Regions from separate parts of the Mus musculus genome. Here all the other regions are linked to region 1. Evidence: chromatin contacts called from public Hi-C, HiChIP or PLAC-seq and promoter capture Hi-C data. All regions are on one chromosome and are shown on one strand. Each heading gives the region's core, a stretch centred on a gene start, on an enhancer-like site or on the middle of the called end of the contact. The rest is flanking DNA. Distances are from core to core; before and after follow the strand shown.

Evidence for each region. Promoter capture Hi-C pulls out the DNA fragments that hold promoters and counts their contacts. Hi-C and Micro-C count contacts between places; a contact is called where the count stands out from the background. HiChIP or PLAC-seq counts read pairs in DNA pulled down with a chosen protein or histone mark.
Region 2: a promoter capture Hi-C map of liver shows a contact between it and region 1, with 3 times the contacts expected there. The contact joins the enhancer-like site here to the promoter of Parm1 in region 1. A contact is called at or near these places in 5 of 39 promoter capture datasets (the 3T3-L1 cell line, hippocampal neurons, liver and 1 more), 1 of 484 Hi-C or Micro-C datasets (epidermal suprabasal cells) and 1 of 9 other capture datasets (adipose tissue).
Region 3: a contact with region 1 is called in a FOXA1 HiChIP or PLAC-seq map of pancreatic cancer cells. The contact joins the promoter of Areg here to the promoter of Parm1 in region 1. A contact is called at or near these places in 1 of 39 promoter capture datasets (embryonic stem cells), 1 of 115 datasets of contacts at active chromatin or transcription factors (pancreatic cancer cells) and 1 of 9 other capture datasets (liver).
Region 4: a contact with region 1 is called in a FOXA1 HiChIP or PLAC-seq map of pancreatic cancer cells. The contact joins the enhancer-like site here to the promoter of Parm1 in region 1. A contact is called at or near these places in 6 of 39 promoter capture datasets (the 3T3-L1 cell line, embryonic stem cells, hippocampal neurons and 2 more) and 1 of 115 datasets of contacts at active chromatin or transcription factors (pancreatic cancer cells).
Region 5: a contact with region 1 is called in a Hi-C map of the G1E-ER4 cell line, with 2.0 times the contacts expected there. The contact joins the enhancer-like site here to the promoter of Parm1 in region 1. A contact is called at or near these places in 10 of 39 promoter capture datasets (the 3T3-L1 cell line, Sertoli cells, cranial neural crest and 5 more), 4 of 484 Hi-C or Micro-C datasets (the G1E-ER4 cell line, the HL-1 cell line, LSK cells and 1 more), 8 of 115 datasets of contacts at active chromatin or transcription factors (T-cell acute lymphoblastic leukemia, acute myeloid leukemia, craniofacial prominence and 5 more) and 3 of 9 other capture datasets (adipose tissue, embryonic stem cells and liver).

Annotation. Positions count from the first base shown.
Region 1 is chr5:91,513,806-91,519,991 of GRCm38.p6, reverse strand. It overlaps Parm1 (prostate androgen-regulated mucin-like protein 1), which reads right to left and starts at 2,292. Exons shown (of 4, transcript NM_145562.2): 1 at 2,035-2,292. The coding sequence starts at 2,077.
Region 2 is chr5:91,035,304-91,040,887 of GRCm38.p6, reverse strand. No RefSeq gene overlaps it. Among named protein-coding and RNA genes, the nearest start is that of Epgn, 11 kb to the right of the region's middle. Within about 2 kb of position 2,942, at least 75 of the 459 cell types and tissues checked have an H3K27ac peak or open chromatin away from gene starts, as enhancers often do. A contact at or near this core is called in epidermal suprabasal cells and liver, where this site is marked.
Region 3 is chr5:91,136,352-91,142,486 of GRCm38.p6, reverse strand. It overlaps Areg (amphiregulin), which reads right to left and starts at 2,888. Exons shown (of 6, transcript NM_009704.4): 1 at 2,613-2,888; 2 at 1,362-1,589. The coding sequence starts at 2,673.
Region 4 is chr5:91,094,334-91,100,425 of GRCm38.p6, reverse strand. No RefSeq gene overlaps it. Among named protein-coding and RNA genes, the nearest start is that of Gm19610, 22 kb to the right of the region's middle. Within about 2 kb of position 1,650, at least 23 of the 459 cell types and tissues checked have an H3K27ac peak or open chromatin away from gene starts, as enhancers often do. A contact at or near this core is called in pancreatic cancer cells, where this site is marked.
Region 5 is chr5:91,810,666-91,816,670 of GRCm38.p6, reverse strand. No RefSeq gene overlaps it. Among named protein-coding and RNA genes, the nearest start is that of Gm36303, 37 kb to the left of the region's middle. Within about 2 kb of position 2,175, at least 36 of the 459 cell types and tissues checked have an H3K27ac peak or open chromatin away from gene starts, as enhancers often do. A contact at or near this core is called in the G1E-ER4 cell line and LSK cells, where this site is marked.

The DNA.
Region 1 (6,186 bases), core at 1,043-3,542:
CAGAGACTCTCAGGAGCTATTTATGATAATTTTTACATGATTTTCCAGCCTATTTATGGTAAGCAGCTTTATTAACAAACTGTCCACGGAAATATTCATTCAAATTCACAAACTTCAGAGAAAGCTGCTCTCAGCCTCTTGTCTCCCTGTATGGGACAGCAATGTGCATAAGTAGTGAAAAAGAGGCAGTAAGTCTTCCTCGGCCACAGCAGCCTATGACCCTGATGGCTCTGCTCCCACTTAGAAGCCTGGAGGGCACAGAGCTGGGGCTGCTCAACCAGTCTCTGAAACAGCAGCCACCTGGCTCTGGGGGAGGGGATTGAGCAATGCTTGTCTCTCAGCAGAAAACAGCTGAACAGTAAGACTAGAGAATCAACCAATCAAGCATGCGCCAATCAGTCAATCAATCAATCAATCAATCAATCAGTCAGTCAGCTAGTCAGTAAATCATCTTATTCGAGCTTCTTGTTAGGATTAATCCGTTTTTGCTTTTGATTTGCCAGCTTTTGATTTTGAACAGAGATGTTCAAAAATATTAAGGAAATAAATAAATACATACATAAATACATAAATAAATGGATAAAGGGGCAAAATCAATTCAGCAAACAAAATCTATCCATTAGCCAAGTGCATGTTTTCTAGGCTTCCTGAATGGGTTCCCTTCCGCATCCGTTTGTAAACATCTATCCTTTGAGGACCAGGGAACTACCTTTGGCAGCAATCCAGCTGAGAAGGCTATTGCACTTTCATATCTAAGGGCTCCTCTCTCAAGAGGGCTGCGCCACGGAAGCCGAATGTTCCAGAAAGATCCGCAGGCAGGTCTCCAGACCTTGCAGATCCCGGAGCAGAAAGGTTCTCTCAGACATTAGCATGTAGGGAAAACACCATCAGGCTATTGGCTCAGCTGGGAAACTTTCCCATAAACTGTCTTATCCTCTGAGAGCCCCAGGGAAGCTTCTAGCTTCTTTTCAAGGAGTTGTGACTTTCCTTGAGTGGGGGTGGGGAGGCACATTTACAGGAACCCAGGCAATTCAAGAGGGGAAACACACGGACTAAAGCTTGAATCTCCAATCAGCTTGTACTAGGAGGCTTCGGGGCATTCTTGGATAAACAGACCGGACTACTCTCTTGGGTTACTCTCCCCCGCCCACCCTCAGACCCCGAGTATAGTCCCGAATCCATAGTCCTTATTGGGCTACGTTCTTCCTGGACAAAAACCTAGGTACCCAACTCCAGAAGGTGGTGCCTGGTTTCATCTCTGCAGCCCGCGGGTCGGCTTGGCTTGAATGCCCAAGGTCGTGGTTGCAAGTAGTCCCTAGACCCGGGTGAGATAGATAGACAGACCCGGATGGGGCAAAAGGGGGTGTGTATCCTACTTTTACCCAAGTTACTAGTTTCATACAGAGGGCCACAGTTTTGGAAGGCTCTTGGCCACAGTAGACCTGCAATCTTCAAACAATGATCATAAGCTTGACCCTAACCTGGGCCGCTGCCCCTGTGACTTGTTTGTGCCGCATCATCCCTGAGCCTAAGTAAAAGGGACGCCCGGAGTTCCAGAGACCTCTAAGTCCCAGAGCGCTAACCAGTCGGGTTGAGCGCACTCCATGATGAAGCCCTCCTAGCAGCAGCTTTGTCGGACCCCTGCCTGGCCTCTGTATCCCACGTCCGGACAAACCACTGGCAAGAAGTGATGTCTGGGGCTGTAGCAGGTGCTCCCCGGAGACCCCAGCAAAGGAGAAACCACAGAAACCTTTCCTCTCCGTGCGGAATTCTGTGTTCTAAGGCGCCAGCTAGCCGGCCACCTGTTTCACAGAGAACGAATTTGTGGGGGGCCCAGGATGCCACAGCAAAGACCCAGACGTCCCTCCCTTCCAGGACTGCCAAAACCGCACACCTCAAATCTAAGTGCGCACACCCCTGCAGACCTACCACCCTCCAGTGGTGGCTTATTTCTTGGTGTCGCCCCTCTTCCCATCAGCCGGACCCTGTGCTGCCTCCCCCATGCCCCGCTCTTCCTAGGACCGCGCCAAGTACCTGCGGTGAAGATGCAGAGGGCGATGAGCACCTTGCAGACCATATTACTCTGGTGCTCGGTACCGAGCTGGATGCGACTAGAGAAGAGTTTCCTGGGTCTGACCAAGTGCTTCGGGGCACCGGCAGCTCCTCTTCGGACCGGGTGGGCTACGGGAGGAGCGGGGACGCCAGGCGCGACGAGTCCAGGCAGCTTCGGTGTCTGGCGGCGCAAGGCGAAGTGGAGGTGGCGCGGAGAGTCAGCTGTGTGCCCTGCGGCGCCAGGCGCACTTCTGCTCCATCCCAGCTGCCTGAGCCCAGGGCCCGCCTGCGCCGTCGCCAAACCCCTCCCACCCGGCCCTCCTGCGAGGACAGGGCCACCCCCTGGCCTTCTCTCTCCTGGCGCACAGGTCCCAGGAGTCCCGGCCCAGAGCGGCCTCTGCTGGACAGCGGGAGCTAGACTTGAGCTTTTAGTGGATTCAGCCACAGCTCAGGGAGCTTTGCACTGTCCTGGAAGCTAAGGCAAAACAAAGTGTGAGTGGGTCCCTGCCGTTAGGTCGCTTATGAAAACTCCTTACCCTTAGAGAGGCGACCTCGAGGTCACCTCAGAGAATCAACACATTTCTTTCCAAGTATGGGATGAAGACCTTTTCCCTTCATTTCTGCAAACAGCCTTCTGTGTACATTAAACTCTCACCGCACTTCCTGGTGCCTATTCAACTTCCTAGCCAGAAGAAATACCACTATCAGGTGATATATATGATCCCCAGATAACTGAACCAGCCGTCTGATTAGTTACTATGCTAAAGTTCCTTCTACTAACCCAGAGACATAAACCTTACTATTTCCCAGGTAAGAAATCAAAGGCATTAGAAATTAAGGAATGTGTCATGTTCATATAGTTTGTAAGAATTGTTTGTACATCAGGCCTATGAAAACAATGTAATAATAATAATAAAATAAGTTTTATGTAATAATAATTAGTGCTAATAAACAATAATAACAGATAACAATAATTTCTGAGAAATGGCAATAGGCTATGTGTTGGACAATGTACATTCACATACTACCCAAGTCATTTACTTCCCGTAGTATCCTCATACAGGCAAGTATCCTCATTTTCTGGGTAGGAAGTAACTTTAAGTTTAAGTGCTTGCCCAGGCCTTATAGTTAGGGAAGGGTAATCAGATCTTTTTCACCGGGGGCTCCTTCTCCATATTGAATGCCTCCCCAAAGATCAGGGCTTCTCCAAAGTGGAGTCAGACCTGGCCTTTCATTTCATTCTTTTTGCGCCCCCTGCACCTCAGACATTCATAGTCCTCATACGGGCTGCATGCCACATCCTTCAGCTTGGTGCAGTCTGAACCTGGTGGCCCCTGGTCACTAGAGCTGACAGTTGTAAGAGAAAAGGGACCCTTCCTAAGGCATTGGAACATTTGGTGCCCTCAGCAGCTCTGCAGAACTGTTTTCCTGTCGTTTGGTGTGTCGTCTTCCATCTTGTAACAGGACCCGCTCTCTCTCAGCCTGGGTTCATCACTTTAGCAGCAGCCAGGCCAATTCTCAGCCTCACCTCGCCAGCACCACTCCCAGATCTTGGCAGTACTTTCGCAATAGACTACACTGGGCTCATAATTGTCCTTCTTCTCTATACATGTACTGATTCCTGTCGGTATAGGAAGCAAACGATACTGCAAGCAAAAGCTGAACTGCCTCTCCTGCTTCCCTGGTTAGAAGAACTGGCAGACGCAGAGTCTTAAACACATTCCCGGAAGCCTTCTGGCCTCATGTCCTTCCCGTGTCTAGCCAACCTGTGTGATTAGGAAGCTTGTGGACATCTGGGCTTTGCTTGTCACAGAGTCTGCAACCACACATGGATAGAGCTTGGTAGTGACACTCTTTAAGGCTGGTGCTCTTCTTTTTAATTTTTAAAAAAAAAGTTTATTTAATTTTTTTTATTCCCCTCCCAGCCCACCCTCTGACTGTGCCCCATCCCATACCTCCTCCCCATCCCCCTGTCTCCAGGAGGATGTCACCACCTCCCCCTCCCCTCCACCAGATCTCTAAACTCCCTGGGGCCTCCAGTCTCTTGAGAGTTAGGTGCATACAGTCCTCTGCTGTATACATGTTGGGTCCCTCATATCAGCTCATGTATGCTGCCTAGTTGGTGGTCCAGTGTCTGAGAGATCTCAGGGGTCCAGGTTAGTTGAGACTGCTGGTCTTCCTACAGGGTCGCCCTCCTTCTCAACTTCTTCCAGGCTTTCCCTAATTCAACCATAGGGGTCAGCAGCTTCTGTCCATTGGTTGGATGCAAATATCTGCATCTGACTCTTTTAGCTGCTTGGTGCGCCTTTCAGAGGGCACTCATAATAGGTCCCTTTTTGTGAGCACTCCATAGTCTTAGTAGTGCCAGGCCTTGGGACCTCCCCCTGAGCTGGATCCCATTTTAGGCCTGTCAATGGACCTTCTTTTCCTCAGGCTCCTCTCCATTTCCATCCCTGCAGTTCTTTCAGACAGAAACAATTATGGGTCAGAGTTTTGACTGTGGGATAGCAATTCCATTCTTTACTTGATGGCCAGTCTTTCTGTTGGAGGTGGGCTCTACAAGTTCTCTCTCCCCACTGTCAAGCATTTCATCTAAGGTCACTGGTCTCTTTATACAAACTGATTTAAGTTAGTGACTCTGGCAGATCTAAAGGTTTTTGAAGATGACATTACAGAAAAATTTACCCATTTGAAATACAACAAACTTCTCTCTAGTGTGCAAAGCCTGTGCCCTCTAACCTTGCTGTGGTGATGCTTGGCTGATTCCCACATGCTAACCGGTTATGATTGCCAAGGATTTTAATTGTATTGGAATTGAGCTGAAATAATTTCTTTTATTAAAATCGTTCATTTTGGTGGCTAATTAAAACTTAAATTGATCAATTTAATCAAAGCATGTTTGCTGTTCACTAGACCTTAAGGTTGGCTGTGGAAATAGATTTTTTGTAATATCCGGGGTAGACTAAGTTCTACTGCTGAAACAAGTAAACGATAGGCAGTAACAGGTAATTTATCATCCAAGTTTCCTGCAGCTCCAGGTTACTAAGTCAGGTTAGTGACAGGCTTGTCAGGGACCCTGTGTTATACCAGTATATGAACATCTGCTCACATACTTAGTAAGATGGGGAGGAGAGAAGGGAAAAGATTAGGTGCACCATTTAAACGTTATGCTAAGAAGTGACACTATATTACTTTGTCTATAGCATGGCTCAAAATTCTTTTTTTTTCTTCCAAAGAAAGTTTTATGTGACCCCACATATATAACATAAATCAAACATTTACTAATCATAATCCATGAATATATTTATTAAAAACAATTCTCTGGTTAAATATAGTTTTGCTGTTTGTTATAGATGAAAGCAAGGTAGCATAGAAATGGCACAGGTTTGTAGGCTTAGATTTTTCAAAACCTACTTTAATTATAGTTCTCTAACACTTCAACCACCTCCCTTCCAGCCCACCACCCACCAGAGGTAGAGAAAAAAGAAAGGTTACTAGGAAACAGGGGTTGTGGACCTGTTTAGAAGTAGTTCTTTGAGGTGATTCCAATCTTTATTGTCAGTAGTCCAGTCTACCAGCAAAACACCAAACACGAATCAGCAGTAGCAGCTCCGATTCAGAGGAAACTCTGAGCCTTCACCAACCAGCACCAGTCCACAGCAGTGACAAAATAGTGGAATACCACCAGAAGTTCTTTGCTGTATTTCTCTCTACAAAGTCATGACAAGTTATACTCTTTCCAAACATCACATGCTTTTTCACCAGGCAGCATCTAGAAAAACACCACGTGTCTGTTCATATGTCTGCTTCAGCAAAATCTCCTCTCATAAGACAGTCTCCAGAAAAATGTCACATGACACAACTGAGTCTCCAACAAAACCAGAAATTCCCACTTCAGGTGTGTTTGTTTAGCTGGTTCTATAACGAACCATCACTGAACATTGGTTCTGCTGGTTACAGAGCACCCCTAGCATTTCTGAGAGGACCAGTATCTTGTAATTCACTTATTGCTCTTTCTCTGACAGTCTCATGCATTCACACAGTGGATTTTAGTCCTTGTCACCTCCTATTTCCCTGACTCGCCACCCCTTCTCCTTCTGAAACCCTTCTTTCAAAGATGAAAACATCCTTCAC
Region 2 (5,584 bases), core at 1,693-4,192, 480 kb after region 1:
TAGCCATGCCCTCTCCTCCAAGATAGGCAGAAGTTTCTCTGAAACCATGGGTCAAAATAAACCTTTGCTCTCTTATGGTGCACTGCCGAGTATTTTGTTCTCCGTACAGCTTGCTCATCCTCAGGCAGGCTACTACAGTTACGTAGCTGGTGTTTCACAAACCTAAGATTTCATTCTGCTAGTTTGGGAATAAAGTCTGAGACAGAGATAAAGTGGCCTCTGATAAAGAATGCTACTAAAAATTCCAGGGCTGATTTTTCACTGCTCTAGTTAGTTAAAATCCCGGCCTCTCCTTTAAAGGCCATACCTAGTATTGAAGGTGATGGAATATTCTGTTTGACACCTAAACTTAGGTATGCAGAAAAACACAACCTAAACCTTTACACACGGCAGAGGGAAATGGAAAAATCTAAGCGATCTTCAGAAAGGGTGCCACTGGGATGCAAAAAAACAAACAAACAAGCAACTATCATTTCTGGCAAAGTTCTATATATTGCCTTAGCCCTGCAAAGGCAAAACACTGGAGAATGGATGCTTGCCGAGCTCTAAGAAGCATCTGATAGCTAGCATGCTTACTTACCTACCACTCAGGAAATTGGGACTGGTACTGCCCTGCAGAAGGGGCTGTCTGTCCAGCACACAGTTCCTGATTCTGGTGCTTGTGGTAGCTATGGTATTTGCATAATTTCAGGCTCAAGGCAGGACAACTGATGGCACCACCTCTCCTGTCTCCTATAGACTTCCTTTAGTCTGATGGCACCATCTTTCTATTGAGTGTTTAGGGAACTCTTAACCAACTTCTTGCCACTAAAACAAGCACAGGTTAGGCTAATTTCCTCACATTTGAGCTGTGAGTCAAACCCAGGCTCAAAAGTGTTCCAAATACAAACTCCATTACTAAACCCCACCTTCTAGACCAGTTTGGGCCAATTTACTGCCAAATTTGTTGCACTGAATAAAAATCATTTCTCCATCACTTGATTAAACATTAACAGTTTTCTCAGAGCATAAGAAAAGGGGTAGGTGAGTCGTGAAGAGAGTAGGGACAACTGCACCTCCGTATTAGCTCAAGAAGTCAGCAATGAAGGGCGGAAAATATGTTACGTTTGTTAGTTTACTTAAGAAAATTCTGCTTGCAAGGTCTTCTAGTCATTTATAGCTTGATAAAGGAATGAACAAGCAATATGAGAACAGGAATTTGAATCCACAGTAATAAGAGGCCTTGGAATTGTGTCCTTGTGACTTTTACCAAAATTTGGGTAGATAAGAAAGTTAATGACAATTCCATGGGAGAGAGCCAACCCCTGTCACTATTAATGATACTCTGCTGTGCTTGCAGATAAGAGCCTAGCATAGCTGTCATCTGAGAGACTTCATCCAGCAGCAGATAAAAACAGATGCAGAAACCCACAGCCAAACATCAGATGGAACCTGGGGAGTATTGAGGAAGACTGGGAGATAGGAATAAGTGAGCCCAGGGGTTCAAGGACACCACAAGAAGACCTACCGAGTTAACCAACTTGATCCCATGGGAGCTCATAGAGACTGAACCACCAATCAAAAAGTATGCAGGGGCTGGACCTAGGTCCCTTACACATCTCTAGCAGATATGCTGCTTGGTCTACATGTGGGTCTCCTAACAATTGGAGCTGGGCTGTCTCTGACTCTGTTGCCTGCCATTGGATCTCCTTCCCCTAGCTGGACTGTCTTGCTATGAACAGATGTCCCAAGGTGAAGTGGTATGCAAGGGGAAGGGGGTAACAGGAGGAGGGATTTATGAGGGTGAGACTGGGCAGGGAGGAGGGGCGCTGTGTATAAAGTAAGTTAATGAAAAACAATTGACTAATATTATTAAGGGTAACAGTCGAAAGGAGGAGTTAATAAAGATATTTATATCAGTTGTGGGGCATGGGGGATGGGAGAAGCTGGTGTCAGGCTTTGAACTGGGAGGTGACTTTAGCAGGCTAACTCGCTGAGAAGACACACCCAGCATGTATTGTAGCAGGAAGCAGCTAGGGATGTGGGCAGGGCAGTGTCTGAGTCATCAGCTGGCACCTTGCCAGCTCCCAGGTGAGTGTGGCTTCTCCTAGCAGGTACATTCCTGGGCAACTCTTTGATCTGAGGTTTTTCTCTGCCCTGTGAGGTTTGCAGTGCAACAGGGCCCTCTACAGGCCTCCTGGTAATTAAATTAAGATGAGGAAAGACCATAACACTAATCCAAACAACCAAGTTGGCAGATTTAAAGGCTCCTAGGAACCTTGAATTGGCAGCTTAAGCCCTGGGGGCCGGTAGCTTTGGAGGATGCAAGCATTCCTAACCACAGCTATGCAAGACAGTTTTCTGCCTTCTCTTCACTAGAAAATACCTTGGCTTCTAAATGTGGGCTTGATGTAAAACAAACACATGGAAGCCAAAGGAGATAATGTCTGTGGGTGGGATCCTCCTGATAACTCTCAGAGTGTTTTTTTATTTTTCTTATAGCCATTTAATAGAATTTCATATCCAAAGGACTCCATGGAGTTAAGCAGCCCCAGGACTGCGTGAGAAGCCTTGTACCTAGAGTGACACAGATATTGTTTTTATATCTCAAATTGTTGCCTTAATCAAGTCCATCAAAATTTAATATTTTTCTCTAAGGAACAATTTGGATAAGGGTAGGACTGAAGGTAATGGAGAGGAAGACGGGGTCTACTGAATTCTACTGACAGCTTGGATGCTTTACTTCTTGTCTCTGATCACCAACCTCAGTCAAGGGCACCCATGGAAGTTAACAGTGCCAGGTGACACTTGTCCACAGATCAACGAGGAATATTCTCAAGTGATCCTTTTATCCCTTGAGTCTTGAGGATAAGCCAGGCTTTGTTTCCAGTCTCCAGTCTGTGGACTCTCCTGTTGGCAGGCTCTTCTCTCCTGTTCTGGCCCCACCCTGACACTGGTATGCACATCTTAATCTGAAGATGACAGTAGGGAATTTCTGTGGTTGGTCCATGACAAAGGCTATTATGTCTATTATAAAGAAAAGAACTGGTTTTCATTTGTAGATCACTTGGCCACCTCTCTAGGTTCACCAAGAATATGAATTTTCCATACCCTGTCGGGAGAGATCCCCTAGGCTATGGCAAAGAGAAAGAGCTGAATGTTGTGTGTCCTTGAACAAGTCTGCACAATTAAATGTGTGTCTGTTGGGTTAATTAAAAGCCTTGGAAATGATTATAAATGGCAGTGCTAGGACACTAGTATGCTCCCTTGATTTGTTAAAGAACTTTATATTGATTCAATACCTTTGTGCAAATTTAAAAGTATAGAGATGCCATTCTTTCCAAAAAAAAGATCTACAGCATGATTTGTTGTTTTTAATTTTTAAAATTTTGTTGACGTTGTTGTTGTTGATGTTGTTGTTGTTGATGTTGATGTTGTTTTTGTTTTTTGTCTTTAAGACAGTCTAGATAAGTAACCCAAACTGGCCTTGAAGATTTGAGATTGTCCCTCTGCCTTCTAAATGCTGAGATTACAGACCCACCACTAATCCTGGCATCTCATTAGCCACTCCCTGAGGACAAGCCACATGGTTAGCTGTAGCTACTTGCCTTTGATCTTAACTGCATTTCAATCTACATACATCTATGCTCCTGTATCTGAGGCACAAAAACGAGAATGAAGGGCCACAAGGTGTTGAGATAAGACTGGACTGAGCGAGGCTGTCCAACTCCTTATCATGTAATCGAATTCCTACCCCCGATGAGCTGTTTCTTCGGAAGCAGCAGGTATTCCCTCATTTAGGTTATGGAGCGAAGTGAAATAAAACAACAGAACACATTTTTTTAAAACACGGGTCTTCTCAAGACTGGAACATGGGTCGCTAGTTGCTCAGAGTCTCCCAAGGTCACCGATTGATTTGAATAATTAACAGAACTATCATCCAGAACTTGAAAAGTATGCTCTTCAATGTGCTACTGGATAGATCTGTGCCAAAGGTTTGGACAGAAATGTGGACTCACCCAGCTTAGCAATGCCAGACTCTGACAAATTCAATTTCAACACTTCCACTGCATCTTGGCAGAAGTTCCTATCTGATGTCATCAGTCAATGATGTAAGGTAGAAAGAGTGGTATTTTGCAATAGGGCTTCTGGTAACCCTTCCCATATGTGTGGGTTGCAAGCTATCAATATTTATATCACACGCAAGATAGCATGTAACATTTTGTAACGTCAAGAAGTTAGTTGGTTTATTCACAAGTCTTTGGCACACGAGCACTGTCCTTGTGTTCAACATCAACAATTTAAATTGTTGATGTTTGTCTTATTTTCATAAGACATTGTTTTTCAATTAAATATAATGAAGGAAAATCTTACTGACATCACCAAAGTGAATATGTCAAAACTGAAGGATTAGATCTGTATGGTGGCAGGAAATTCTAAAAGACGGGTCAGTTTATAATTTCATCCTATGAAAACATGATTATAGGAAAAGTTAACTCGGGATACAGTGACAAGCTGTTGTAAATCATTTTTTTTTGTAAAGTTAATAGCTTTGTATGGGTACTATTACAGGATTTGCGCCACCCCTACCATAGTCTAAAGTACATAATGAAGTACTTATGAATGTGGCTGACCAAAGGATGTACTCTCACAGAACTGACATAGAGGCAGACATGGCAGGAGGCAAAGGCAGAATGGAAGGAAATTCAATTTCTTGGACTGACTGGTTTTGTCACAAACACCATAAACACATCACTGATGATCCACCTACATAGCTGAAAACATAGTTCTGAGGCAAAGGTTTTATTGAGTTGTTCGTCTCAGAATCTTATTGTATACGTATTTCAGCTTTTTGTATGTGCACAGATGTTGCCAGATGTCCCTTCGGCTCCATGGGTATGTCAGAGAATCTTTTCTGAAAAGGCAACCCCTGTTGTTAGATCATAAGAAGCTCATAATCAGATAACTTTCATAAATTCTAGTCTAGGTTTTTGTGTTGTTTAGCTCGGTGTGTTTTATAGTGTTAATAAATAGCTCTCTGTGAGTGAAGAAGATTGAATTGCGTGTTACTGGTTTTCGGAGGGAAGGGGTTGTTTTGTTTTGGTTAACATTTTGATTTGATTATCTGGAAGTCAACTTCTGATGTTCTAATTTGAGGTTATTATGTCTGAAACATGTAAGCACTTACAGACAGTAAATGTGGGTGACCATTTACGGTATCTCTTGCCTTTCCTCAAGAGGAAGTCCTTGGTCAACTGAAAGTAGGCCTGCAATGTTTCTTCCTGGACTCTCCTCAGCTTTTCTACCTCTTTTGAAATGCTCAGGAAGAGGTAGCTTTCTAGGTGTGGTTACTGGAGTCACTGGGTGGAACCAGCACTCCCCACCCCTTGGCGTGATGTAACCTTGCACATGCAGAAAGTGCTGACATGGAAAGCAGCTGCATTCCATTCCTTCTGCAGGAAACACAAAGACAAGGAAATTCCTTCTCTTCAAAGGAAAGCAGAATGCTGTATTCTTAAAGAGGGGATGAAAAGCTTATATGCATGGCTCTTGTGGTTGACTATCACTGTAGCCATATTTAAGTCTGGTTTTTCTTTTAATTAAT
Region 3 (6,135 bases), core at 1,639-4,138, 380 kb after region 1:
GTGGCCATGCAGTGTTTCGACAGAAAAGTTCTTTTGATCATTATAAAGTGCAAGTTAGAGTAAGCCCTCTAGGGGAATTGTCTTAAATGAATTATCACTACATTTTATCAGATAGATTAGAAGTCTAAGCCAAATAATAGTCACTGTGCTGAAGTGTTTCGACAGACAAGATACCTCTGGGTATTTTAAGCAAACAGCCTTCCAAAAGAGCTCCAGCAACTGTCTCAGCTTTGTACATGTGTCACCGCAGTTCTTTCTAGGTGCTAGCCTCTTGCTCGCTCCAGAAGTTGACCTCCAGAACTGTTAGTAACTTAACACACCTTTAACAGGCTGCCGGACGCCTTGATGGTCCAACCTAATCCCCTTTCCTACTACAAATATTAAAAAATAAATAAATAAATTGAAAAAAAAAAAGATTGAGAAGCAAGGTATTGTCATAGAATGCTCACCAAGGGAGGTTTATCCCTGTCTCTGCCTCTGTCCCTCCTTCATTCCTCCTCCCCTCTGGGAGACTCCATTGGAGGAGGAGGAGGAGTCAGGGAAGCTGCTAGGGAAGTCTTAAGAGACCTTAATGAACTCTGATATCACCTCGCCCTGCCTCCAAGATCTGACTTATCAATGGCCTCTTCTCTCCAAATGACAAAGTAAAATGAGAGTGGTGAGCTTTTATCTCTCAAAAAACAAAACAAAACAAACAAACAAACAAAAACAAAAAACGTTATTTAAAAAAAAAAAAAAAAACATCTGTCTGATAGGAGAGAAAAAACAAAACAAAAAAACAACCAAACCAGGGATCAGTAGTTTGGATAAAAATAAAATCCACACATACATCTTTAACATTTCTAGGGTTCGTCATTATTCCTTCTGACCCCTTATTTGTGTTAGAATGCAGTTATTTTAAGTCAGGTAGTGTGGGGGAGGGGACACAAATGTTGAGCTACAAGGCTCACAGGAATGGTTAATGACGACCTATGCTCCCAGAATGGAGGTCATGTCGCATATTGGAAAAGACCATCATCCCAGGAGTCAAACAGATTGAGGTTCTGAATCTGACTCAGTTGCTTGTTCCCAGAGGCGGGAAAGGGGGTAGGGGGGCGGCACACAACCTTTCTGAGCTTCAATTCTTGTGTAAAATGAGCACAGTTATGTCTATGTACCAGAGTTGCAAACATTAAACATGCACATGAGGTTTTGATGAATGCCTTGGACTTTCAGGATGCAACCTCCACGTGGCTCTGAGGACTCGCAATAGCCACGCCTACAAAGCCTTTAGAAAACTGAGCCATCTCCCTTCTGAAGCCACTTTGCAGAGGTAAAACCCGCATCTCACAGACAACGCTTTCCTTGTGCCCTCCACTCACCTCTGACTGAATCATCTATAATATAGCCGGATATTTGTGGTTCATTATCATACTCCTCTGAGTAGTCGTAGTCCCCTGTGGAGAGTTCACTGCCAGAAGGCATTTCGCTTATGGTGGAAACCTCTCTTCCCACAGAAAGCTCAAGTCCACCGGCACTGTGGTCCCCAGAAAGCGATTCGCCTTTCCCTGAGCTGGGGTCATTGAGCTCCAAAGCAGCTGCATAATGGCCTGCAGGGACGGAGAGAATAAGAAGAGATGAGTCGGATACTTCTGTCTCAGTAAGTGAGCATTGCTGTGTAGACATGTGTGTCTCCTCATATCAAACAGTTACTGCATGTGTGCTATTGGGTGTTGGGATTTGTTTTTTGTTTGTTTTGTTTTGTTTGACTGAGTCGCTCATAGAAGCAACTTCCCAGTCTGCCAAGAAGCAAACTCAGTTGCCCAAATTACTGAGTTTCTTTTATCTGGGTTTTCTTTTCCAGATCGCCTACATTAATTTCCACAATTGGATAAGTCCTGCCAAGGCAATGCCCCCAGAATCACGTAACCCGCAATGTCTAAGTGGCCTACACCCTTCGGGTCTAACTTGGGTGCGCTTTTCCAAAGCTTTCCTGCCATCTTTTGACCGGTACTGATACATTTTAACTCTTGTTTACAGCCATTGAATCTGTACATAAGATGCAAAAGGTAGTGCCAATAGTGGCAAAGAGCAACGGTTTTTACCGTCTTTATCTATTATTATCACACAGAGAAAAGGTTCAGAGCCGGGTAACCCCTTGGAGGAGTCCTGAGCTTCAGTCCTTGATTTCATTTTAATTCTTTTTTTTTTTTTTAATATCAAGACAGCATTTGGCAGCGATGCTTTCAACCTCTGAACACTTTGAGTCTGCTTTGGAGAGGGAAAAATAAAATCACTAGACAGAAGAATGGAGACAGAAGGCAAAGAGCCCTCCTTCAAATCCTCCTGGATTAACTACTTTTGTAGAAACTACTTCACCTGCCTGGACCTCAGTTTCCTTAGTTATCAAAGAAAAGGGTGGGCTAAAATGACCTCTTAGGTTTCCATCAGCTGGTCCTTGGGTCATGCTAGAGACCTTGGGTCATGCTAGAGACTTCGTCTGCTTCTCTCACCCTCCTAGCATGAGCAATTTCAGGGGTATGAGCTAAGGGGATCTGCTCCCTGACGTTTGGGGAATGTCAAGAGGCAGCAGCATTCAAGGGGCAACAACCTGAGAGGTGGCGGATGCTCACCTGAGCCTAAGACCAGCAGCAACAGCACTGAGCGCGCCAGCGGTAGCAGCGGAGTTCTCATTGGTTCCACCGGCCGGCAGCGTCTCGGTCTCTGCAGCAACACGACAGCGGCTCCGGGCGGCGGGAGCAGCGGAACCACGGAGCAGCGGGCGAGCACCGGCGCAGGGAAGCCCAGCCCGCCGGGCTCCGGACGGCTGGAGCGGCCAGCGCCTCAGGCTCAGCTGGAGATGTCCGGGCGGTGGCCGCGGGTCAGAAGGGAGCGAAGGAAGCGGGATCCAGGGTGCGGCGAGCACCTGCTGCTTTTATAGACCCGCTGGAGCCACCGCCCGTGACGTCACGGACCAGCCCTGGGTGGAGGCGGGAGGTTACTACTCCAAAAACCCAGCTGACGCGGGAGGAAGTGGGGATCGAGCCCTGATTACGCGGGGAGAAACTTTCCCACTCGCGTTGTGTTTTAAGTTAGAGTGGTGCTGAGGAGCTGACAGCCCAAAGAAACTCTTTGCATATACATTAACAGGACAGCAGGCCGGGACATTAAGTACCAAAGTCCCATTTTAGGATGTTTGTGGAGCTTTCAGAGCAACTGTGGCTTAGTGATGTTAGCCCGAAGACTTTGAGGAGGATAAACGAAGCGCTAAAGGACTCCTAATAACCTAGTTATCAATCAGACACCCTCCCTGCGGCCTTCCTCTCTGCAGTATTTGCTGGTCTTTCTACTCGAATTACACTTAAGGTTTTAGCTGGGCGTGGCCAGACAGTGGCACTTAGGGAGACTGAAGTAGAGGTTACAGGGAGAAGTTAACCTGAGCTGTATCATGAGACCAATAATAAGTTGCTGGGGATAAGTGTGCTCCCCTATTTTACAAACCAATAAAAGACAGATGTAAAAAGCAGAAAAAAATGAATTAACTCAAACACACATTATGTAGATTTGATTCAAATTAGTTTGTCACTGAAATCTGCCCCTTGCAGCTCTGATAAAGAGATTGAGGGCTAAACTGACCTTTAAGAAGAGGGTTGCTGGGCAGAAGAAAGTTTCATAGAAAAGGAAAGTTGTCAAGATGATTTAGGTGTTCAAATTGGAAGAATCCAGGGAGGCCCTCATTTCCAGCCTGAGAGAGAGCCCTAATGGGGACACATCTGCGACTCCAGCACCCAGGCTAGAGGAACTTCCAGGCCCACCCAGGCAACAGAGCAAATGTGAGGGGCTATTTGGGCTAGCAGAAAGACTGGTGTGTGTGTGTGTGTGTGTGTGTGAGAGAGAGAGAGAGAGAGAGAGAGAGAGAGAGAGAGAGAGAGAGAGAGAGAGAAAGGAGAGGAGAGAGAAAGGAGAGGGGAGGGGAGGGGAAGGGAGGGGAGGGGAGGGGAGGGGAGGGGAGGGGAGAGGGGAGGAGAGGAGAGGGAACCGAACCCCACTGGGGGCATATTTAGCTGCAAAGGAAGTGAGGGCAGTTACTTCCCCGAACTCTCATGCTCTAGTAGCTCAGGACACGCAAACTTTATATGCCCCAATACAGGGGAACGCCAGGGCCAAAAAAATGGGAATGGGTGGGTAGGGAAATGGGGGGGGGAGGGTATGGGGGACTTTTGGGATAGCATTCTAAATGTAATTGAGGAAAATAGGTAATAATAAAAAATATTAAAAAAAAAAAAAAAAAGAAATGGATTTCTCTTGGCTTAAAGAAAACAAGACACACTTTCTCTAAGCTGTTTCCTGCCCTTATCCACGACCCTCCCTGACTGAGCTCCCCCAATCAGCCTTTTCAGGACTATTGGTTTTAAACTCTTAGAACAAAAACATGGGCTTTTGGAGAGGAGATACAGAAAAGTCCTGAACTGTGCCCTCACTTCTACTCAGTGTTTGGTGAAGGAGTACTTTGTGTAAACTGTGCTTTACTTTTGTGTGGGAAATCACCAAGAGGGAGATTTAGTGAGCAGCACCATGTTTGTTGAGAGCCCAGTCGTGTGGGCCACATATGATTAAGTAAATCTACTAAATCAGATAAAAGGGATTGATTCACAGTACGCTGGGAAAGGAGGCTGTAGTTTAATTTGGCCTGTAGGTATCACAGACAGCCCTGTGCGGGAAGGGAAAAAGGCCCTGGGAGGCCTTCTGAGCAGGAAGTTTGGATAGAAAGAAGGTACGATTTAGGGCGGCCACCAATGGGGATGAAAGATGCTCCCCATCCGTTCTGGGGTAGAAAAAGACCCTGTCCATTCTGTCCTTGCTGCTGCTGCTGCTGCTGCTTCTGCTGCCAGCACCTCCTTCTCTTCCTCCTCCTCTTCCTCTTCCTCCTCCTCCTCTTCCTCCTCCTCCTCCCCTTCCTCCTCCTCTTCCTCCTCCTCTTTTTCTTCTTCTAGATGAGGTGTCTGCAATTGAGGATGATGTAGTCTTGCCCACAGAGCTCAGGCAATCTGCTTACAGGGCTACATACATTCCGAGTCTCACAGGTTTCATTTTTGTTGTTGTTGCTAGCCTAGCTCTGTTCCGTTCTATTCTATTCTTGTTTTCTTACACTCCTTTAAACGGAATTTTTAATTTTCAATGAGCCACTAAATGTTGCTTTTATTTACAAGGCACAATAACTTGACTTTGCTCAGAATGCAGCTAGATCTTTACTTCCTATTTTCTTAATTATCCTTTTTCTTATATTTATCATTATTTTATTTTCTGTGAATGGGTGTTTTGTCTGCATCTCTATTTGTGTACCACATCTGTGCCTGTGCCTTGTGCCTAGTGCCTACAGAGGCCAAAGGAGAGTATTGACTCCCCTGGAACTGGGAATACAGACCTTTGTGAGCTGCCATGTGGGTGGTGGGGGTTGTGTATGGGTCCTCTGCAAGAGCAGTCAGTGTTCCAGCCCCTTACTAGGATCTATACAGGGTTTGGATATTTGTCATCAGAACCAACTTGCTTTCTGTTTGAAGTAAAAGTTGGCTGTTTCCATGAGAATTCCTTTGTCACTTCTGACTTAAAATCTGGGAAGGGAGCATTTACATGTCTGCCATATAACCTAGTCACAGGACAGAATAGTTTAGTTCTTGGAATAAGTCTAAGTTTACATACATAAATTCTACTTCATGGTAAATTAGATAGGATTTTAAGATCCAAACTTCTCCTCTGAAAACAGGTGATGTGTTTATAAAAAGATAAAGAGAAAGGGGATTATGTTCTATGGGGGTGTGTGGTGAGGTATGGGGGAAGGGGATGTTTCAGTGGGCACATGCCAAGGCATTCCTCTCCCTGATGGACCAGCCACATGACAGTATAGTATAGAATAGAGTTTATTCAGGGCATGGGAGGGGAGTTAAGAGGGTAACAGAGGCAGAGAAAGGCAGAGAGGGGGGAGGGGAGGGGAGAAGAGAAGAGAAGCCAGCCATGAGCACCTGGGGGGGGGGGGGAGAGGGAGTGGGGAAGGGAAGAACAAGGGAGCAAGAGACCAAGAGAGCAAGAAAGGAACAAGAGATCATGAGATCCAGGAGGAGGGAGCAAGCAGCCCCTTGTATAGTGGGCCAGGCCCAC
Region 4 (6,092 bases), core at 401-2,900, 420 kb after region 1:
ACAAGCAGTGATTTTTCAAAGTCAAACATCTAACCCAATACAATGCCAAGATAGACTCATTTGATATTTACATGCTGTGAAATGACAATGGAGAGTATTAAATATCCTGTTTTCCTGTAATTAAACCATTATATTTATAAGCTTTGTGTTTATAATAAAACACTGCCATTAAATAACATAACACAGTCTCTCATCTGGCCGAAGTGTTTCACACAGCAGTAATGGCTCTAAGTGACCTGATGCTTTGTGAAGTGCCAAGTGAGTCTGTTGTGTGTCCAGAACTAAGGCTGCCACAAAGTCACATGATGTCACCTGAGCAGACACTACCAGAAACACTTTGGGTTCCTTACACATGTGATGTTGGATTGACTTTTGCTGGCTGTGCCTTGAGAGCCTTTCACTGTTGCCATCTGTTTGAAGCCCCACAGTCAGTTTTTTGATCCTCTGTCACAACCCACATTTGAAGAAGCTGAGTGTTAGCCTATCAACAGCCTAATCTACAGCCCTTGTCACCGGCTGTCTGAGAATTGTATCAAAAACCAAAATTGTACATGTTATTGTAAATAATTTACTAGCTATTGATTCTGGGGAAGTAATTAGAGATTTTGCTCTAAGAGAAGCCATTAAAATGCCCATACAATTATGGAAAACTGGAAACAGTCTATACACCCAGCATGGTCTATCTTAAGTGTAAAATGTCATTAAAATGCTACTAAACGATTTCTAATGTCATGTGAAATGCTGTTGCTGAATGATGAAAACAGAGTACAGCATGGTGCACATAAAACAGCCCACTTCTGTGAAAACTTGGCTGTTAGACAAACAAAAGCTCACCCGTCAAATGCTCCAGGGCTACAGATCAGCATGTTAATACTAGCAGTTTGAAGGTGTCAGAATTAAAAACCAGGGAACTTTTACACTTTTACTTGACAATATTTTGAAATTTTACTGAAACAAATCTTGAAGCAAGTATTTATAGAATAATAAATTTCTGGAAATTTTATAATTATAATAAAATATTAGTTTAGCATGTATTTTTAAGGAAAGATGCCTAAGCAACAATATATTTTATGAAACACTCAGTTTCTTGTGCGTGCGCATGTGCGCGCGTGTGTGCGCGCGCGTACACACACACACACACACACACACACACACACACACACACACCATATACCATAACTGCTCTACAGTGGTACAGAATTCAATTTTGAAAGCTACACCTAGGAAACCCTGCAGCTGTGCAGCCTCTGAGATTTGTCTCCTATGAAAGTCTCTCAAGCCTGAAGTCACGGGTAGGACAGTGTGGCAAAAATAACACAACTGGTTTGACCAGCATTTATAGTAAACCATTCTTCTGTCGTATATTACATTGGCTTTTTCTCTACGTCAAAGACTTCAAAATAATTCAGTTTTCCTCTTCATGATTTAATTTCCGAGGTTGGTTTCTCCCATTATTTTAGGGCTCAAATTTCTGATCCCGTGGAACTGAATTCCAATACTCTTTCTGTCATAGTCTTAGTTTGGGATTTTATTATAACCTAGGTAGTTACTAGTAAGGCAAAGATTTTATCATGTTGGCCATAAAGGGTAAATTCTTCTAGTATGTATCATATAATGGCAAATGACCAGGAAAGCAACACACATTTAGCTATAAAGTACTGGGGATTAGGTCCAAAACTACAGAGCACTACATTGGAGGGTGTAGACCTGCTGGAGAGTTGTAAATGACACAAATTTAAAAGGCAGAAAGGATGGTGGATGGGCATTTTGTTGTTGTCTTGTCTCAATAATAACAGCCAGCTAAGATTTATGTCCATTAGCCCAAACTGTCCTCATAGTCCAGTGTGGGTGGAACTCCCAATAGGCCCAGGAGCTACCACGGCATCTGGAGTGAATGAAGTTTCAATGCAGCTCCTGTGCATGTTCTCCAGGTCAGCCTTCTGTTCCACTGCCCAACCCATGTATACAGAGGCCCTGCCCACTGATAAGGGGCTCATTTATATTCCCACAACCAGGTTCTCCCACTGTAACCTAGACGGCATCACACGCACGAGCATGACTCACTCGCTTCACTCTCTTTCCTGAAACCCAGGGAGAGAGCCAGCTCTCAGTTACCTGGGACAGGCGTGTCAGAGACCAGGGGAAGGGAACGAAAGGTGGCTTTCCCCCTAATTTCTATCTATCAATAATTCTCATCTCTGATGTTGACTTTTCATGTCTATCAGCATAAAGGATCCCAGGAAAAACCGAGGGTCTGCCAGTGCGGGGTAATCTATAATGGAACTGCTAGCAGCATGCCATTTGCCCTCTGTGATGCTGGATAAGGGTGTGTGTGTGTGTGTGTGTGTGTGTGTGTGTGTGTGTGTGTGTGTGTGTGGTTTGTGCGTGTGATGCATTATGTATGTATATGTGTACACATATACATACATAAATGGTTAGCCATTATCATTCCTCATTCTGGTGCAATCTGGCCTCTGCCTTCTCATCAGCCAGAAGTACTCTCCCAATCACAGAAAATGCAGAAATCAAACCAAGGATGGCCTTTTCTCTTCCTGTTCCTTCTCCTACTTGATTTTGAACTTGACTGGCTATTGTGGAAAATCCTGGAATATTGTTCTGTCCCCAGATTTATATCATGTTTTCTTAGTTGTCTTCTTGTATACGACCTTCAGTAAGTCCTGCTGATTTAAAGTGTTCTCTATCTACATCCCAAGCTCACTGTTCTTCATTACATACACCACTGCTCACTCTCACTGCTATCTTTGCCCTAGATTTATGACAATTTTTGGTGCAATGAAAATGCCCCCAACTCACTTCTCAGGTTTGGTTCTTAGTTTGGTCTGTTTCCACAAGGCAAATAGACTATTGTCTTTTTGAAATATAAATTATATTACCATCCTATTTATAATCCTGTGATGATTTCAAACTGATTTAAAGTTTTTAATAAAAGACAAAGTTTGTATCTCTTAAATTTCCTACTTGACCACACATTTCATTTTTTTGCTACTGTTTTTCTAGAGCATTCTATGGCCTACAACTCATCACATTGTCCTTGGACATTAGAGCTCTTACTATTCCGGTAAGAGCAGTAGGAAGACTTGGATCTATAAGTAGGTTTGCCCACATCTTTCTCTTCTCTATGGCTGTGCTCATATGTTATCTCCATAGAGATGATTGTCTAACCAACTCAGATAAGGAAGACCCAAGTCACAGCATGCTATGTATTGCTATCTTATTCATCACTATGCAGGAATACCTGGGTATGTTATGCTTGGTTCCCACTTCATCTATGGAAACAATCACCTCATAGGATGGTTTAAAGGGTATAATGAGTTATATATTTAAACGCTTAGTAGTGACTAGTAAATGTTTACCACTAATATTGTTATGAGTATGTATTTCTCTATTCTCTCACTAGAATAGAAATTCCAAGTTTTAGCTTTTATTGCTCTTCCTTAAGATGTGGTGTACATAAGATGTGTAGAGCAGTCTCGGTGTTTGAATGAACTGATGAATATTGTTTCTCTCATCTTCAAGATCTCCATTTCCTTTTCTATCTTTTTTTGGGTTTGGGGTTTAGTTTGTAGAGACAGGGTTTCTCTGTGTGACTCTCACTACTTTGAAACTAGCTCTATAGACCACGCTGGTCTCAAAGTCACAGAGGTCTGCCTGCCCCTTCCTTCCTAATTCTGGGATCAAAGGTACCACCATCAAGGGTTCCTTTTCTTTACCAGCTCCCCTTTGGACTCCAGTGTTTACTTGCTTGTTTTGTTTTGTGTTTTCCATTCTCTCCATTCCCTAGAAATTCTCTGGCTTCAACAGTAGCTACTGTAATGAGGTCCCCACGAAGCCAGTGCTGGTGTAAGATGAAGGTCTCAGGCTCTCTGGGACACTGAATGAGCTCCTGACTTTGCAAATCGCAATCTTCTGAGAGACTATATTCCCTCTTTTCTGTTTTGTTTTGTTCTGGTGCTGGGCATAGAACCCAATGCTAAGTGAGTGTTGACACCCCAGCACAGTTCTCTCTCAGGTAGTAATTACTCCTCTTTATCCATCATCTCAATATGTGCATGCAAACAAAGAGTTAGGAAATGTAAAAGTGACTTATAAAATCATAATACAGTATATAATTTTGAGGTCCTGTCAATACATCAAGCATGCTATATCTACCTATTTACCCTTCTGTTACTTTAGATTAGACATGCTCATATTAAATTAATATCATTTCCCCCTTTGTTTTTTCTCAGTATAATATGGAACCACTCTAATCACTTGACTCTCCTTCTGTACTGTAGATAAAATCCCTTCTACTGCTCATTCCTCCAGACAGTGCCTGCCTGTGTTTTGTTCAGCTTAACTCTAGTACATTACAAAAGTTAATAGGAAGGTCTCCCTGTCTTTCTCTTGGAGAGTCCTCTCAAAGCATCACTCTCAATCTTCCCTGAAGAGCAATTATGTTTGATCCTTACTTGTCATGACTTACCACAGATTTATTTAGTGACTTTAACAACTTAATGTATCATCTTACAGTTCTGCATCTCAGAAAGCTCATATAGTCCCCATTAGGTTAAATAAAGTTTCTGGACTAAGAAAAGGAGAGAGAGAGAGAGAGAGAGAGAGAGAGAGAGAGAGAGAGAGAGAGAGAGAGAGAATTCAAGGTTTTACCTGAGCTCAACCTTTTTCTAGAGAAGCTAACTCAGGGAGTAAGGGTTCCTTACCTTTTTGAACTTGTATTGATCACCAATATTTCTTAGCCTATGTCCCCCTTTTCCACAGAATTATGGGTCAAGTTCTCAAGTTACACCTGTCTGATCACAACTGAAATGGCCCCTCAATTTCATACATTCGGATGATTAGATTATACCTAATTAGCTAATCCAAAAATATTTCCATGTGTGTGTTACTGTATGTGTGTGTGCGCCTGTGTGGTTGGATGCACAATTGTGTGCTTCTGTATGTAGAGGCCAGAGGTCAAGGTCAGGCATCTGCCTCTATTGCATTCTACTTTATTTTTTAAGCAAGATCTTACCTGAAATCTGTATGCCACCAATTAATCAAGACAAACTAGGCAGAGAGTTTGAGGGATTCCCCTATCTTTACCTTGTCAGCACCAGAATTTTGGGTGTGCACCACCAGGGTTGGACTTTTATGATGATTCTGGGTATTCAAACCCAGGTCTTCAAGATTCTTTGGGAGTTCTTTTTTAACTGAATTATCTCCCCAGCTCCAGAATCCAGAATTCTACAACCCTTATACACATTTATAATTATGTACCACATACTTAGTGCTTATTTACTTAATATTTATCTATTCTTCTCCAGTAGTAACACCTTACTTTTCCTTTGGGGAATATTCGTTACTCAATTTGTGTATTTTATAATAGATAAAAAGCTGTTTCTTTTCTCAAATAAAATGTCCTTCCTTGGCAAAAGGGTAAAACTATATTCCAAGTGAAGCTATGATGTTCCGACTTCCCAAACCCATGATATGTCAAATGTAAAATAGCTGGGGTTTATAGTCTTTCTTATAAGTCACAAGAACTGCCTTTTCTTTGTATTTTTATATGACTCTATTGAATGTTCTGCATTCTTCCTACAGATGCCTATTTGGTTAAGCCAGAGAGATTTTTAAGGGAATGACAGTTATTGAACACATTACCGTTAACCACACTGAGACTGTGGAAGGTGACATATTGGGTAGATAGTAAAATATAGTCAACTGGAACTCAGTAGAGGTATGGAGGCTCAGAAAATCCACTACATGATGGTCCTCAAAGTCATGGGTCACATGGAGAGAAATATAAGGTAGCTATATGCAGAGATAATTCCTGAGATCTGGACATACTCCCATGCTTACAGGGGCACCATGAAGGATGAGGTGATATTGAGGGTTACACAGCTAGAATCCAGGTAAAGGTGATGTCTGGGAGCCAAGAGGTAAATGTGTTGCTAGTTTTTCCCTTTGCCCTGTAGGTTCTCATACTCAGACTTTGACTCAGTGTGCTTGTTATATGAGATCTCAAAATCTCCAATTAATAATAATTCTTGTTCCCCCTGCCCAAAACAAAGCAAAACAACAAAACAAAACACTGA
Region 5 (6,005 bases), core at 926-3,425, 300 kb before region 1:
AAAGCTGGGTTTCTTGGCTTCAACACAGAAATGATTTTTCAGGATGAGCCATTGTGAAGCAGAATTGGAGTTTATCAGGAGATTTTTTTGGCATAGATTTTGGTGAAGAAGCTAACAGAGAGACATAGCTGTGGACTTCTCACAGCAGCTGGATACCTACTGCTTTGGTAGGTGCTGAAGTTAACCCCAGGGTTTCTGAGGGATCTTTTTCTCTTCTCTTTGATAAATGAGGTCAAACGAAAGTTCCTGAGGATGTGTTGGGTGGGGTTACAATTTGATCAAATAAAACAATGATCTATAAAGGTTGCACAAGAGGTTGGAGAGACATCTTTTATGGTAGAGGGAGTGACTGGTGATGAGATTCCTATAAAATTGCAGGATCATATCAGGAAAGGGAGAAAGGCCAAGTGTGCTTAGGCCTTATGTGGTCACTGATAGTTTATTCTTGTTTGAAATTCCCCTGCGTATAAGAGACGGTGCTGCTCCGCAGGCTGCCTTCACAGTGAATTCTGTACATTGTCCTGGGATTTTTGACTCTCAGATTGTGAAATGCTTCAAGCAGACCACAGGGTTGGGGACTCCTTTCCCTTCCTGTTCCCTACCAATGTTCCCCGTCTTTCTCTCCTGCCTCAGTATAAAGTAGAAGGAATGTGGTGTACCACGTGATGATGGACTGTTAACTTCTGTTAGCCAACACACAGGAGATGCTCAGTGGCTCTGTATTTTAATAACTACACGGTGAACGGGTGAATAAATTATTTCCTAAGCAGGGCTTTAGACCTTAAGAGGAAGGCATATTAAGCTAGATATTACTATTATTTAGTGGTTTGTCAAATGATGGGCATCTCTTACTCTCTTTAGAAATGTGTGGGAGCTGGGGAGTAGGGGGGGTAGATGCTGTGTGCTCTGTCATGGTCATGGCTACAAAGTGAGCAGTGACCCTTCAAGTTTACTAGAGGAATAGCCCATGCTTGTGATGGACAGGCCAGAGAACACTTTCTCACTAGCTAAGCCACTTAGTGAGAGACAGGAGTGAGAAGGGAAATATAAATACCATACCACAGGGATCCTGGCCTTCCGGAGTAGTGACTGTATACCCACCCAGGATCACAGAGCGACGTTGGTTGTCTTTCAGAGAGAGATGTTAGGAGATGAGAGGAAGCCAGCAGACCACCATGTTCTTTTCTTTTTCTTTTTTTGAGCAGAGGGAAAGTAGATTCTTGCTTTATTTATTTATTTGTTTATTTATTTCTTTTTTAGCAACTTTAAAAGATTTTTTTTAACCTTTTTTTACTGTCCAGTTGTTATCTCCCTCCCTGTCCACTCTCTGACTCTCTTATCCCATACCTGCTCCCACCCCTACCAGTCTCCAAGAGGATGATCTCACCTTCCACCCCCACCCCACCAAATCTCCCCATTCCCTGGGGCTTTAAGGGTTAGGTGCAGTCTTCTCTCACTGGGGCCAGACCCAGCAGTCCTCTGCTGTATGTGTTGGGGGCTTCATATCAGCCGGTGTATGCTGTCTGGTTGGAGGCTCAGTGTTCTTTTCAAAGCCTAAAGAGGATCCAGCTGTTCTCTCTGCCGAGTTTCTCTTCTTGGGCCCATGAAAACTGATACCGGAGTGTTTCGCCACTCTTTTGTGTCTCCAGGCTGAAGGAATTGGTGTTTTATGAGACCGAGCAAATATCTTTTGCAACAATATTGCCTCGGATGATGTTAAATGAAGATATTCTCTCTAACATTAAGAGTGTCGCTCACGACATTTAGATCAAGCACAGGCTAGCTGTAAAAGCCTCCTCCAACGTCGCAGACACCAAAAACAAATGGATCAGAAGAGCCTGTGTTCTTGGTGAATCTTTCTTTCCTAAGGAAAACACCATTTTTGAATTCAGAAGGCGGCTGATTTTATGGACCATAAAACACTCTGATTAAATTACATAAAACTGAGTCCTGGCTTCTTATTACATAAAAAAGATGATAACCATATTTCCCCTTTCACTTTATTTTAAAGACTGGTAGGAAACGAAGCAACCCCCATCCCCGCACCTCAAAAAAGATAAAACCAACTTTACAGTTAAGAATACCACAAAGGAAGTGCTTAGGATGAAGCAGAGGGTGCTGAGAGAGGGTGTGTACTACTGCAGGAGTGAGCTTCTGAAAGCGCTGAGCCACAGCCCTCTCTAGAAGATGCACAGGGTGCTCCGGAGGCATTTGGATTCTTGGATTTCATCAAGGCTACAACAAGTTCAAGTCTCAGGGGCTTCTGTGTAAATATCACCGTCCCCTAAAACCTCTTCTTGACTGAATGTATTTCTTGTTCTCTATCCTAATCTGCTCCCATGCTCCCTGTCACCTTTCTTTGTTTCTAAGATGCTAAAAACTTATCTTATCAGCTCTGAGTGGCCCTTTCCTTAACTAATGTGGATGGTATTTTATTCATCTCTGGGCCTCTGTGGAAGATCTCATCTTTTCCGGTCTGTCTGGACTGTCTCCCAAGTATTATTTAGCCTCCTGGTAGATTGCATTCCTACAAGACTCACTCTTCCTCTTTCAGAAGGAGCTTAAACAGTGACTTTAAAATGCATGCCGATGGCCAGTTTTGGGACATTAGGATAAAAGTATACAATGTTTTAATGGATAGGTTGCTAGTTGAAATAAACATGTAGAGATAGACAGGAAATTATATGGGCTATCTATATTTTTTTAAAAGATTTTTTTCCCTCCAAAAGCACTCCAGGCCAGACTATAAAATCAAATGAACTGTTTAAAAATAATGAGAATTTATTAGGGCATTTGTACACAAGATAGAGATATAAAATATAAATTGTTTTTCTCTGTTGTGGCAAAAATCATCTGCAAATGGAAATAGAAAAAAAAAAAAAACCAACATTCCTTGTTCAATATCTACACAATACTTAGCAGTAAAGATAGCAAAATGTGGGGCCTGCGTAAAGAAACCATAAAATTGTTATTGAAAGACATAAAGCAAAAGCTGAACAAATGGGAAGACACATCGCAGTCCCAGAAAGGGAGGCTCAAGACCAGTAAATACCAGGCCCACCAAGACATGCAAACCAGAGAGTGTGTAATACTCAGTAAAACTCTAAAATGAGTGTAATTTTAGGATTAGAAGAAAAAGGTCTTAAAATTTATAGGGAAAATACTTATGCATAGAGGAGAAAAACCGAGAGAAAAGTCACTGAAAGTAACTGGTTTTCAAATATCAGGATATAGTACAAAGCAAACGGATGGAAAAGATCCCCCCTCTGCCTCCCAAAGACCTGGCTGGATATCCAATATTTACAAAAATGTACCTTCTGATGACTATGCACACTAGGGTTCCCTGAGGGATGAAATAATCAAGCATTGCAATTCGGGAAGGCGGGGAAAGGAATATTATTTATTAAACATTTTATTTACCTCTGTATTATTAATTACACAGAGGGAAATAATACGAAACATCCCTCACATTAGACACACAAATGCCTTCCAGTTTCAGATAAAAGTGATAAAAGTTAAAACATGGATCTTCTATGAAAAGAACTTGAATGGGGATCAAAGATTTAATTAAGATTCATAGCACTCACAAGTGAGGGCACCAATGGGCAAGAAAGCTGGGACAGAAAAAAAATTGAATTTTTATTGGAGAAAGCCTACAAGTTAACATGAAAATCTGCAGAGCCTGGATCCCAATTTAGAGTCAACAGCAAGTGGTAAGTGGTTCTTTTTCTTGTCCTGAGGGCTGAAGGACATCGAGGACATACACAGCCACAAGCATGTCACATATGACAAAGTGCTCTAGTGGAACAATTAAGGATATGTATTGCATTTTGTTTTTCCAAGTTTTGAATATTTTTCATTAATATCAGTAGAGCAATAAATTAGGTGTAGACAAGAAAACAATGTAAAAAACAAAACACCTTCAAGAAAAATCTAAGAGCTATCTACATACCTCTTGCAGGAGAAAGGAGACTATAAACAAGATTTTATGTTTGGAACCTACTGACTCCCAGACTTGGGGCTAGGAAGATGGCTCAGTTTGGGAAGTGCTTGCTAATCAAGTGTTAGGACTGGAGTTTGAATCCCCAGAAACCATATAAAATTGGGTGCAATATTGTGGGTCTGTCATCCCAGAGGTCCCATGACAAGGTGGGAGGCAGAGACAGGACAATCTCTGAAAGCTTGTAGCCAAGCAAGCCCCACGTATGTAGTGGGGAACAAAGAAACCACATCCTTCAAAAGGTATAAGGCAGAGACAGACACATAAGATCGTTCTCAGATTTCCACAGGCATGCACTAGTATGTGTGAATGGGCGCCCATTCACATACATGATCACACACATGCACATACACATGCATGCACATATACACAAAAATTAAAACCATAAGCTATATGAAGCTGAAAAAAGGTTTTTATATAAAATATAGTAAGTAAATCAACAAATAAGAAGTCAGTTTGGGGGGCTGGAGAGATAGCTCAGTGGTTAAGAGCACTGACTGCTCTTCCAAAGGTCCAGAGTTCAAATCCCAGCAACCACATGGTGGCTCACAACCATCTGTAATGAGATCTGATGCCCTCTTCTGGTGCATCTGAAGACAGCTACAGTGTACTTGGATATAATAATAAATAAATCTTAAAAAAAAAGAGAGAGAAATCAATTTGGAAAGAATTCTATAATGCAGAGGAGACAGTAAGGCTTTCTATGTGAAGGGTTCCTATAGACTGACCAGAAGATAAACACTAGGTGAAAAAATAGACAATGAGTTTTACAGGAAATTGAGGGAGGATAAAAGATGGTGTTCACATTTACAACAGGCCAAGGAATCTCAAAGCAAGAACTGGGTGGCCAAGGTCTGAGAGTGGCCCAGGCTCTCAGATGCCATCTGCGCCTTCTAGGCATGTGGATCAGAACCTCACATTTTGCTGTAGAAACAGGAATTACTATAGCTCTTTTGAAGATAAATGAAAGGTGTTGTTAAAATAAAAATACATATATTTCTGGGTCCAGCAAATATTACTTGGCAGAGGTGGTCAGAAAGAGAAGCAGCAGCCTAAGGATATGAGTTAAGGGTGTTTGCGATAATGTTAACTGGGCAAAAGCAGAGACAGGAATGGGTGTGCACCATTAGGAAATACTGAATGAATTATGGAATATTCTTCCTGCGTGATGTTATGCACCCACTAGGTGTAAAAGAGTAGGGCTCATAACAGGTAACCAGAGGGAATTTCCACATGTTACAGGATGAGAAAAACAAGACACAGAAAAGCCTGTAAGATACGATCACATTTTCATAAAAGAAAAAAATGCAGTTCCTGCCACATGCTTACATATATACAAGTGTTTATATATACACAACGTATAGTGTAATGTAAACTTGAAACAAAATGCAGAGAGATGAGCATCCCAGGTAGTCAACATGGAACTCAGTGAGGGGAGGGAGAGAAGAAAACCAAAGCAACGGGGACATGTCAGACATAATCCCACCTTGGAAAGAGCTCTGCGGGTCAGTTCTGTATGATGCTGACGAATGGTATTCAAGTCTACGGTGAGAGGCAAAGTGTTTAGAGAGCACTTAGACCTGTAAGTGGGAAAGACGTTCACACAGTGAAAGCAATGAAGGGGAAATAAAACTGGGCGAGCAAAGGATTGCTCTGCAGAGACAACGAGGATTCATCAGTCATGAGACAGCATCTTGAAGATGGTGTGGGTTTTAAGACATTTGATGGTAGTTATCATCCTCTAACTAGTTTTAGATGATCTCTACTAGTTAACTTGGCCTAACTGGAGGAGTGTCTGTACACACTTCATTACTGCCTGTCTAGTCCTGCACCTGACCACACTGCAACTAAAACCAGGAAAACCATATATAAGAAATGTAAAAGTTCACCACAAAGTATACAGTCTCCGTTTATAAGTTGGATCTAGTGATGGTCAGCAACAGGAACTAACTCCCAGACGCTTACACGAGAGTAGACTATGTTAGCAGGCTCAGGTGTGTGTGTT